Linked DNA regions of Mus musculus: region 1 is linked to region 2. Evidence: chromatin contacts called from public Hi-C data. All regions are on one chromosome and are shown on one strand. Each heading gives the region's core, a stretch centred on a gene start, on an enhancer-like site or on the middle of the called end of the contact. The rest is flanking DNA. Distances are from core to core; before and after follow the strand shown.

The links. Hi-C and Micro-C count contacts between places; a contact is called where the count stands out from the background.
Region 1: a contact with region 2 is called in a Hi-C map of bone marrow-derived macrophages, with 39 read pairs. The contact joins two enhancer-like sites. A contact is called at or near these places in 9 of 484 Hi-C or Micro-C datasets (the 63-12 cell line, B cells, ECoMG myeloid progenitors and 6 more) and 1 of 9 other capture datasets (liver).

The regions. Positions count from the first base shown.
Region 1 is chr11:34,812,355-34,818,341 of GRCm38.p6, forward strand. Spdl1 (spindle apparatus coiled-coil protein 1) reads right to left here. Exons shown (of 12, transcript NM_027411.2): 11 at 972-1,320. Among named protein-coding and RNA genes, the nearest start is that of Spdl1, 18 kb to the right of the region's middle. Within about 2 kb of position 2,682, at least 2 of the 459 cell types and tissues checked have an H3K27ac peak or open chromatin away from gene starts, as enhancers often do. A contact at or near this core is called in bone marrow-derived macrophages, where this site is marked.
Region 2 is chr11:34,723,505-34,729,057 of GRCm38.p6, forward strand. Dock2 (dedicator of cyto-kinesis 2) reads right to left here. Exons shown (of 52, transcript NM_033374.3): 6 at 3,814-3,962. Among named protein-coding and RNA genes, the nearest start is that of Gm51858, 31 kb to the left of the region's middle. Within about 2 kb of position 3,352, at least 10 of the 459 cell types and tissues checked have an H3K27ac peak or open chromatin away from gene starts, as enhancers often do. A contact at or near this core is called in bone marrow-derived macrophages, where this site is marked.

The sequences.
Region 1 (5,987 bases), core at 1,432-3,931, 88 kb after region 2:
GACTGGGAAGTATAACTGCCTAGCATCACTTGCTGTTCACAGCCCCCTCCTCCTGCAGTCACCTGAGTCTACCTGACCCTCTGAAAAAAAAACAAAGGAAGGCCACCCAGACTGTAGACCTCCAGTGCACACAGTGCTCAAACAGACTGCAGAGCTCCAGTGCACACAGTGCCCAGACTGCAGAGCTCCAGTGCACACAGTGCTCAGACTGCAGGGCTCCAGTGCACACAGTGCTCAGACTGCAGGGCTCCAGTGCACACAGTGCTCAGACTGCAGGGCTCCAGTGCACACAGTGCTCAGACTGCAGGACTCCAGTGCACACAGTGCCCAGACTGCAGAGCTCCAGTGCACACAGTGCCCAGACTGCAGGGCTCCAGTGCACAGTGTTCAGACTGCAGAGCTCCAGTGCACACAGTGCTCAGACTGCAGAGCTCCAGTGCACACAGTACTCAGACTGCAGAGCTCCAGTGCACACAGTGCTCAGACTGCAGAGCTCCAGTGCACACAGTGCCCAGACTGCAGAGCTCCAGTGCACACAGTACTCAGACTGCAGAGCTCTAGTGCACACAGTGCTCAGACTGCAGGGCTCCAGTGCACACAGTGCTCAGACTGCAGAGCTCCAGTGCACAGTGCTCAGACTGCAGGGCTCCAGTGCACAGTGCTCAGACTGCAGAGCTCCAGTGCACACAGTGCTCAGACTGCAGAGCTCCAGTGCACACAGTGCCCAGACTGCAGGGCTCCAGTGCACACAGTGCTCAGACTGCAGAGCTCCAGTGCACACAGTGCTCAGACTGCAGCGCTCCAGTGCACACAGTGCCCAGACTGCAGAGCTCCAGTGCACACAGTGCCCAGACTGCAGGGCTCCAGTGCACACAGTGCTGGGAACATAGACAGAGCCACACGGCACAATGCAGGCGGTGAGAAAGGAATGATGGAGAAGGCTACTGGCAGCCAGGCAGAAAGACACTGACCTGGGAGAATTGGGGGTATTCCCACTTTGTTCATGTAAGACCTCAATGTTGGCCGGACTATCCACAAGCTTCACACACTTCTTCTCCTTCTTCGGCTGTGTATCCAGATGCAGGTTCTTATGAGGAGAGAGGCTGGCTGGCTGCACACATGAAGAGGCTGGCTGTTTCCACTGCACAGTGTTATCTTTTAAGCTATTAAGACAGGATTCCTCCTCCCTGTGAGGTGGGAGTCTAGAAACTCCATCCTCAGTGGCACTGGCAGCAGCTGTTTCTTCTGTTTCTTCTGGCGTGGTTATATTCAATGGCAGCACCTCGCGCCTCCTTTTGAGTACAGGTACTTCAATTCTCTCTGAAAAACAGTCATTAAAATATATGCTTATTGAATAAAACAAAGACACAACCCAAGGAAACTCAGTGAGTTATACATAAACTCATTTCTCTTTTTGGTACTCTGAAGATATACTTTTCTCTTTGATAAAATATATACTTTTAATTTTCATGTAAGTATATACTGCATGTTGAGCACCCCACACACGTGGTATGTCCCCATTTTCTTGGCTCTCCTTCCAGCCTCCTTCACTCTCCTGGTCATCTTCATTTCTGCTTCCTTCCTCTGTTTTCACCCCGTCTCTCTGGCAGGCACTCTTCACTGTTCTCTTTCTGTGGTCCAGGAAAGGACTCCAGGCTTTACCCTCGCTGAACTCCAGCTCGGGCCCCACACACCATCAACTCTGTCTTCTAAGACTATCTGCAATGTTTTCCTTGTCGATTCTGTAATCTAGAAAGCCCAGGCTGACCAGGATGTGCAGGTGACAGCAGGAATGCAGGCCATCTTCCTGAAACCTCTGGGAGGGAAGGCAGCAGTGGCCGAGTCCAGGAGTTCTGGATCGGGTCCCACACTGCAGCCAGGTGATCTCAGGCAGTAACTTCTCTGCACTTCGATATCTTTAAATTAAAGAACACCAAACCTGCTTCATTCAGTACTGTCTTGTAGAGATGAAATGAAGGATGGAACTCTGAATATTGGTAATGTATGCCTACTGGACTCATCTATAAAATATATTCAGATGCTGGCCACTTGTGTGATGCACGTTTCCCCAGTCCCAACCACACCCTGCCTCCCAGCAGCTACTGCAGAGCCCCTATCCTCATGGCCTACTGATCCCCTATGAGGGTCCCACAGCCACTCAGTGACTTGCCCTAATGCCTTCCTCCCACCGACACATCAATGTGCCCTTTCATTTTCAACATCAGCACATCAGCGGCCTGAGGTCCTGCACAGGAAGGCTCCCTGCTCGCGCTGCTGCTCTCAGGTCAGCCAGACCCCACCTCTCTTTTCCTCTGTGCTTCTCAATCACCCTGACTCCCACCACCTCGAGTCTTTGCTAGGTTGGCAGACCTTAGAAATTCATAATGGGTAATTTTTTCTTTTCATAAGGATAATATTTAATTGGGGTGGGTTATATGTTCAGAAATTCAGTCCATTATCATCAAGGCAGAAACATGGCAATGTCATAATGGGTGATTCTTAATCAGGGGAGCCTATTGGAGTCAAAGAGAAAAAAAAGGATAAAGACGCCTTTAAAAAAAAAAAAAAACTATAAAAAAAAATCTTTCTATTGTGAACACCTCCCCCTAGTGGTGAGACTTAATAGAGTTCCCAGAGATGACTGCCGAGTTAGGCAAAGGACCTGGTGAAGAATCCTTAAACCTAACATGTTAGTTAACCCAGCCTTCTGGGGAGGAGATGGGTCAGAAGCACAGAATTCATACATTTCTTAACACTGACTTTCTAACTTTCAACCTCTATACCATACAACCCACTGTTTGCAATAGATCAGCTGCAAAGACTGGATAGGCAGGCTATTTCCTGAGTAATTAGATGTAGGATATTTCCCCCATCAAAATGGACAGAACTCTGAGTCAGGAATGATGGCGCACAGCTTTAATTCCAGCACTTAGCAGGCATCAGCAGTAGGTTCTCGAATTCAAGTATGGAGTATACAACGAGTTCTACACTCACCAAGACTGCATATATAACTTTGAGAACCTCTCAAAGTTAGGAAGGGAGGGAGGGAGGGAGGGAAGAAAAAAGTCAAGATGAAAGGTGGAATAAGAATCTTTATTTCCATCAATTATCCTTCCAGATAACAAAAAATATAAGGAAAAAAACCAGTGAAAATTGAAGTAGATGACATAAACCACAGAACTGATCAACCAGAGTAAAGAATAGTGAGCTTTAAAGATAGGCTGCTTGAAAATAAAGAAGAAAACGAAAATGAGTGAGAAGGAAGAAAGAAAATGTCAGCATTTTAGGAGATACCATCCAAAGGTGTCCAGAAGAAAACTAGAGAATGACAAAAAGTGCAAAGTTTATCCAAAGGAATAACAGAAAACTCTATAAACCCAAGAAATGTAAAAAGATGGGAAGATCAAAAGTCTGGACAGAGTCAAATTCTCAAAGGTCAAAGAGAACATTCAAGAGCAGCACAGGGCAGGTGAGAGAATGGCAGCACTGCAGGGGACTTCAGATACTGAAGGGGAAAGCTGCCGGACACCCTTCCCTAATAAAAGCTAAAGGATGCTCAAAAGAAAGAGAAGATACCCCGGGCGGTGGTGGCGCACGCCTTTAATCCCAGCACTCCGGAGGCAGAGGCAGGCGATTTCTGAGTTCGAGGACAGCCTGGTCTACAGAGTGAGTTCCAGGACAGCCAGGGCTACACAGAGAATCCCTGTCTCGAAAAACCAAAACCAAAACCAAAAAATAAGAGACAATGCAAATGTGCACCATGAAACCATGCGAAGCTGGGGAGGAGGGACATGCTCAGTGGTTAAGGGCACTAGCTGCTCTTCCAGAGGACCTGAGTTCAGTTCCCAGCAACCATATGGCAGCTCACAACTATTCTTAACTCCGGTTCCGGGTTATCTGACATCTTCCGATCTCTGCAGGCACCAGGCATGTACATGGTGTACAGACAGACATGCAGACAAAACACTCATATACATAGAAATAAATTTTGAGTGTGGAAGAAGTATCTGAAGGTTTAACCCCTGAAATACTCAGAGAAAATCCTTGAATATTCAAAGTTGAGAGCCACAGCCCCTGTGCTCTCAGCAGGAAGATTTAAAAACACTAACAAAGGAACAATTCCAATCAATTCTTACAGGATAAGAAATATAAAATGATTTAAAATTTGACAACAAAACTAAAAACAAGAAGAGAAATGAAGCTAAGGGAAGGGTAGTTTGTTTTGGTTTTGCCTTTGTAGTGAAAACGGTCACAGCTCTGTTCAGCATAACTTGTTTTACATATTAAGAGGTTCTTTATGGGCTTCATGGTCATTATAAGTAAAAAGTTAAAATCTAAGGCAGGGAACCAAACGTAATGACTAAGAAACGTTACTCAGCAGTGAAGATGGTAGGAGAAAAGAAAGGAAGAAAAGGCACACTAGAAAACCAGCCGCAATGCAGCAGCAGCAGCAGGTTCTTAGTGGTCAGTAATTGCCCTGGATGCAGACGGATCACATAATCTAGTAAGACAGAGAGTAGCTGAAGGGATTACAAAAACAAGAGCAAATGACGATGCCAACACGAGACTTGGTCATCTACAAGGATATGCAGAGGCTAAAAATGAATGAATAAAGATGTACTCCACCAGAGAAAGTGAGATATTTGTCAAGTCAAATAAACTTCACATCAAAACCATAAGGCTGGGACATGGAGGAACAATAAAGGGGCCCAGACCAGGTCTGTAGTATAACTATACACAGAAGCATGCCATGCAGGCGTGATCAAATCTGTATTAGAGGGACAGCTGGACAAGCAACAACTGTGGAGGGCAACACCCCACTTACAGCCATGGAAGTCATCCAGATAAAATCAGCAACATGGTGCATTTCAAGTGTACTCTACACTTCAATGGAGCTGATACAAACTCACAAAACAGTCTATCCAACAGCTGTAGAATTCCCATCTTCTCTACTGCATATGAAGATCACATATTAGGAAAAAACCAATTCTGAACAGAAACGAACAAAAACCAAACCCAAACCCAGGTCCCATGAAATGTTTTCAGACCCCAAGGAAGGCAGCAATAGAAGGAACACGAGTACAGACTGAACAAAGAGCTGGGAAGTAACCAACCCCCACCACTCAGCTCATATGTTCACAACGTCAGAACATGGGACAGGGAAAGGAGGAGCTCTTCAATTAACTGCGCTAAGAAAACAGAGTGATGGCTGCATGACTGAGCTCGTGAAGAAAGCACAAGCAATCAAAGCAAAAATAAACATGAGGCCCTGTATCACCCTAAGATCCCTGGAACAGCAAAGGAAGCAATGAAAAGCATCTACAGGGTAGAAGGAAACATCAGCAAATTACACGCCTGATACAACATTAGTGTCTACAAATTATAAAAACCCCAAACCAAAATACCTCACAAACAATCTGACTTTATAAAAAGGCAAAATAGGGGCTAGGAGATGGCTCACTGGTAGTTGCTTGCCTCATGAGCCTGAGAATGCGACTTCATGCTCTAGGAACTGCAGAGGTAGAAAGAGGGATCCAGCCTTACAATGTTGGTGTCTGATCAGCACACACATGCTGTGCTGTGTAAGCACACATACATACAGGTACACACTCACATGCAATAATAAATACATGCTTAAAAAGTAACTATTATGTGATCTCCTATGCCTGGGAGCTCTAACACCATGACAGCCACAGTTAACAATAACGTACTTTGTAAGTCAGAGTTAGGAAGAAAACTTTCAAAGAGTTTTCTCAACTTCAAAAGGATAAAGTATAAGATATTCAACTTAAAATCATGAGTAATTCTGAGATGTTTCTACAGGAATGGATATTAATTTACCTTGATTTGAACATTATACAATACATAAGTGGAAACATCACATTGCACCCTTGTGTCCAATTACTATGTGTCAGAAGAAAAACAATTAGAACTCTCAATATGGATAGCTCTTGAGGTCAAAACTACATCTTCTCTGCATTTCTGGT
Region 2 (5,553 bases), core at 2,102-4,601:
TCCTAAGGACACATCCCCTAGAGACCTACTTGTCCTTGTTATCTCCCAATAATGCCATCATACTATGAATTAGTCAAGGCATTTAAACACACAAAGCCCTCAAGATCCCTGTTAACACCTTCCCACACATACCTGGACTAGTGTATTATTAATCCCCTAGGCATTTAGTAATCCAATCCCATTGACGGTCCAGATTAACCATTGTACCACTTCACTTAGTTTCCTAGTCAGCTTTAATTATCAACCTAGAGTCACCAGTTGAGGAATAGCCTAGAACAGGTTGACCTATACCAGCCATTCTCAAAATGTGGGTGTAAACCCCCACAGAGGTTATATATCATATATTTACATTGTGACTCATAACACTAGCAAACTTACAGTTATGAGGTAGCAATGAAGTAATTTTATGGTGGGGGGGTCACCACAACATGAGCAACTATATTAAAGGGTAGCGACATTAGGAAAGTTGAGAATCATTGGCCTATGTGCATGTCTGTGGGGAACTGCCTTGATTATTAATTGATGCAGGAGGCTGCAGCCCACTGTGGGCAGCACCATTCCCAGACAGGTGGTCCTGTGTTGTGTAAGAACACCAGCTAAGCATGAGCCTATGAGTGAGTGAGCCAGAAAGCAGAATTCCTCTAGGATTCTCCTGTTTGAGTCTTGGCTCCTCACAATGACTGACTGTGCACTGGAAGTGTAAGCCACATAAATCCATTCCCCTTTTGAGTTGCTTTCAGTCAGAGTGTTTTATTACAACAACAGAGAGAAAGCCAGAACATCCAGGAACTCCTGCTGGCCTTGTTAGTCAGGGCAGTTGTCATCTACTCTACCTCCTCAAGCCCTCGTCCATTCGTTCTCCTCTCTTGATAGCTATGCTTCTTACCCAAAGTGTCTCTGTGCTTCTCTGCCCCCTTCGCTGTGCCATACCGACTCTTGGAGGCAGAAGAACACAGCCCTAAGCACTTGGACTCTGGAACTATACTCTCTGGCTCTGCTGCCTCTGGAATCAAGGCACCTAAATCAGTCCTTGAGCTTCAGTTTCCGCATTGGATAAATGATGATAGTATCTACCTTATAAACTCATTGTAAGGCTGAGCTGAGCTACTATGTGGGAAAGAGTTAAAGTATGCTTGCCACATAGAGAGCACCCAAGGTTTCCATCAAAGGTCTGTGCCTACTAATTCCTATTGTTGTTTCTGGTTTTCACAGAGGCTGTACTGTACATTGCACATCTCTGTACCCAAAGACACTATCCTATGTACAATGGAAGTCTGATATCTTTTGTTTTGTTTTTTGTTTGTTTGTTTGTTTTCGAGACAGGGTTTCTCTGTGTAGCCCTGGCTGTCCTGGAACCAGTTTGTAGACCAGGCTGGCCTCAAACTCAGAAATCTGCCTGCCTCTGTCTCCCAAGTGCTGGGATTAAAGGCGTGTGCCACTACCACCCGGCTGGAAGTCTGCTATCTTAACAACAGGATGGAGAGACTCTTAAGACATTGCTAAGACTTGGGGTTCCGCCTACTCTAGTGTCCTTGAAGTTCTGTCCAGATGCTGGCATCCTGGATGCAAGGAAGCCATCTCTCCTATACAAGAGCCATGAGTCCAGGGTGTTATTGTAATAGTAAACAGCCCAGCTCCCTCTCACTTCCAGCAGAAGCAGCAGACAAGGGAAGCAAGAAGCAAAGAGCCCCTTAGCTTAGGGCCATGGTCCCCACGGTGGGACATCTCGCAATTCCACAAAGGGAATGGCTGAAATGGAAGACACTGGGTTGGGCTAGAGGCTGTTACAGAGGGGAGCCTAGTTTATGGTGAGCTGTCTTCCTCTTCTCTCTCCCATTGTCACCCCCCCATTCATTCAGTTACCACTTGTGGGGTAGTCACTGTGGGAGAGATCCCCTAGCACTGAGTCAGAGAGATGACTCAGATAGTCAAGGTTTAGAGGGTCTCTGGATGTGAGGAAAGGCAGAGCGGAGGGGATGATGGCTATCCCAGGTGCACAGGGGCTGCAGGGACACGTATCATAGCCGGGTGGTCAGTAAGGGAAATGAGGAGGCCTTATTACAAGTGACAGCCATTTCTACCACCCTAGACCTCAGGAGGTCCACTGAGGAGATAGCATCTGAAGGCTACTCTGTAAAGCAGAAAACACCTCCAATTCTCACATGCTTTGTGTTCAACTGAAGACATCAGCCTAGGCATGGCAGAAGCGTCTGCATAGCAACCTATCACTGTGGGATGACACTCCGTGGAAACAGATTTGGATACACTTCCAAGACAGTAGGATGAGCCTCTGGGATGGGAAGCAGGTAGACTCTGGCCTCAGCTCTCTGCATTGGAGCCCCATCCTGGTGAGCATGATGAAGGCCAGAGAGCCTGACTACCAAGTAAGCTCACCCTATTCTCTGGAGGGTTCCTTCCCCTCAGGCTCAGGGTTCAGTTCCCCTCTCTGCAGTCTAAGCAGGCTGTGACCTCTCCTGCACCCTGGTATTCACTTTTTACTTAAAAACCCTTTATCCTCCAAAGCCCAAGGACCATCTCCTCCACAGAGCTTCCCCTATGAAAAATATTCTTGCTTCTTGAATACTAAGCTATCAAACTCATGACAGTAGACAAGTGCTCACTCATAACATACTCCTAACTGGACTGGACGGCAGCCACTGGTAACCCTTCATGGATAGGGACTTGCATTTTTGCAGCACCCACACCTAATAGAAAATCAATCCAATTATAATGGCTTCACACATTTATGTTGGAATAAGTGAAAATATACACAGGGCATTCAAAAAACTGAAAAAGAGGGGTGGGGCTTAATTCTTTTCTAACACAGCTTAAGTCTATAGCCTGGGGGTGCCATTGACTAGCTATAGAACTTTGAACAATTAACTTCACTCCCTTAAAAAAAAAAGAACTATTTTATTTTTAACTGTGTGTTTATGTGTGCACACATGTGTGAGCGCAGATTCCCTCAGAATCCAGAAGAGAGGGCTAGATCCTCTAGAGCTGGAGTTACAAGCAGTTGTGAGTCACCATGCTTGTGTGGGGCACTGAACTGGCATCCAGCATCCCGTGTGAGAGCAATGAGCGCTCTTAACTCTGGAGACATCTCTCCAGCCCCAACCTCGAGTCTGTAAGAACCTCAGTTCCCTCGTCTAAAATGAAGAATAAAATGGGTGTAATAAAACTACACATCCTACGGAGTTATTAAAAGAATTAAGTGAAACAATGCCTGTGAGAAACTCAGCACAAAGCCTGGTGCTTAATAAGCTCCAATCCAGTGTTAGTTCTAACACTGTTACTGCTATTAGCTTGCCTCGGCAATTTGTTTCATTTCCTTCTTTATGCCAAAGCATTCAAATCTCAAGCCGTTCTTGCTTCTCTTTCCATTTGGTAAACACTTTTGTAACTGTGTGAGCTAGCTGGAGGCAGGTGGCTTGGATAACTTCAAATGGGGGAAGGGACACTAAACCTCACACCAGGACTTAAAGGAGAGCTTTGTCAAAGCAGAGGTAAAGAGGCATCAAGCTGAACGTGAGGGTGTCTATACTCCCCTGTCCCTGGGATGTAGTTAAATAGTGTCCTAAACCTGTGCAGTACCTAGTAATAGCCACTGCATAAGCAAGCCTCCATTCCGCTCATGTGTCCCTGGGACCCCAGGGCGTGATCGCAAAGACACAGAGGCAAGGCTAAGATAACAGCCTTCTCCCAAATAGAGAGTGGCAGACTCCAGAGTCTGAAGTGAAAGCAGACTTCTCCAGGAGAGAAAAGGAAGGAGAGGCTAGGAAAGGGAAGCCAATTTGCAGAGGCGTGAGGTACTTGTTGCCATAGTCGATCTTCGATGTGACTTTCTGCTTCAGTTCCTTCAGCTCATCCTTGGGTAGCGTTCCTGAGAGGAGCTGAGAGCGCCATTCCATCAGGTCGTACATCATGGACTGCACTTGGAGGAAGCGTTCCTTTTTGCTGGCCTATGAGATGGAAGCAATCGTGAATGCCTACCCAAAGGTATTTGGCAAGCTAGGCCACAGTTGGGTGAGTACAATCTGACCACTCTCCCAGCCTTACCCAGCTGCAAAGGGACAGAATTGGTGCTCGGCTGCCAATATGGTCCTTCCCCTTGGGCCACTGGAATTCCCCAAAGCAGAAATATTCTTGATCACTTCTTGGTTTAAAAAAATAATAATAATCTAGCAGCCAGGCCTGGAAACGTGACTCAGCAATTGATAACACTTGTTGGTCTCCAGTTCCAGGTCTGTCCCTCCCCCACTTCTGGCCTCTGCAGGAATAGACATGCTTGTAGTACACAGACAGAGGCAATTCACTCATACACATAAAATAAAAATAAAAAATAAACCCAACAGCTATACTCAAAAAAGTCCGTTTTTTCAAACATTTCCTTCCTTTGGTAAAGAAATAAAATAACTAAAGACACAGGAAAAGAAAAGATTTTCTGACTTGGACCCAGAAAGGTGTTAAGGCTTGAGTACCGGATGCTTGGTCTTATTGATGGCTCTTCTTTGGAAGGTGGACCACTGGAGGGTATATCAGTCTTGGGCCCCATGCCCCACCCTCTGCTTCCTGTCCATCATGATGTAGACAGCTCTTCTCCTCTCTGTGTCCCTGCTACTGCGATGCCATGTCAAACTATAGAACTAGAATCAATGACCAAGGCAAACATCACTACTCTTAAGTCATCTCTTTCAGGTCAAGGTGGGGGTGGGGAGAATTTCCAACACAAATAGACTTGGTGCACATGAACATCTGCTATAATGAAAGCAACAGAACTTGGGCCCTTTAAGACTGGGAGCCAGGACACCTTCTCTCATAGAAGGGGCTATGGTTAGGGCATTGTTTCCCAAGACATGGTTTTTGTAGGATGCAGAATATGTGGGCAGGTGTATAATGTCAAGTTACTCTAACCCACCATGTGATCCTCATTTTCTTTCCATCTTGTTTAACAGGAAAAGAAAGTCATAGTTTCTTCTTACACATGTGTTATGGTGTGTATTGCTATATTATATGATGGGTGTGGGGGTATATGAATACAGACAAATCTGCTACATGGTATATATGTAGAGGACAGAGGAAAGGCCCCTCTCCTCTCCTACAAAGTCTCTTGCTGTATTTCCTGCTGTGTCTGCCAGGCCGGGTGGTCTGGGGGCATCCAGGGATTCTCTCATCTCTGCCTCCCGTCTCTGGTCAGGAGGACTGAGATTGCAGATGGTTACACTATCCATGTGACTTTCACACAGGGTATGAGAATCCAAACCCAGATCCTCTTGCTTGCCCAGCAAGCATTTTTACTCGCAGAACCACCTCCCCAGCCCAGTCCATTTCTGATCAAGAACAAGAAGGTTAAGGGCACAGAGCTTTTTGACAAGTACTGTAACAATCACCGAGTAATAGTGCTGGGTTTCTGGTCTTGGCTGCTTGTCCTGTTGCTGGGATAAAAATTACCCTGACAATGAGCAACTCAAGGGATGGAGAATTTATTCCTGCTCATAGTTCAAAGTACAGTGCATCATGGTAGGAAAGTTAAGATAGCAGGAGCCTGAAGCA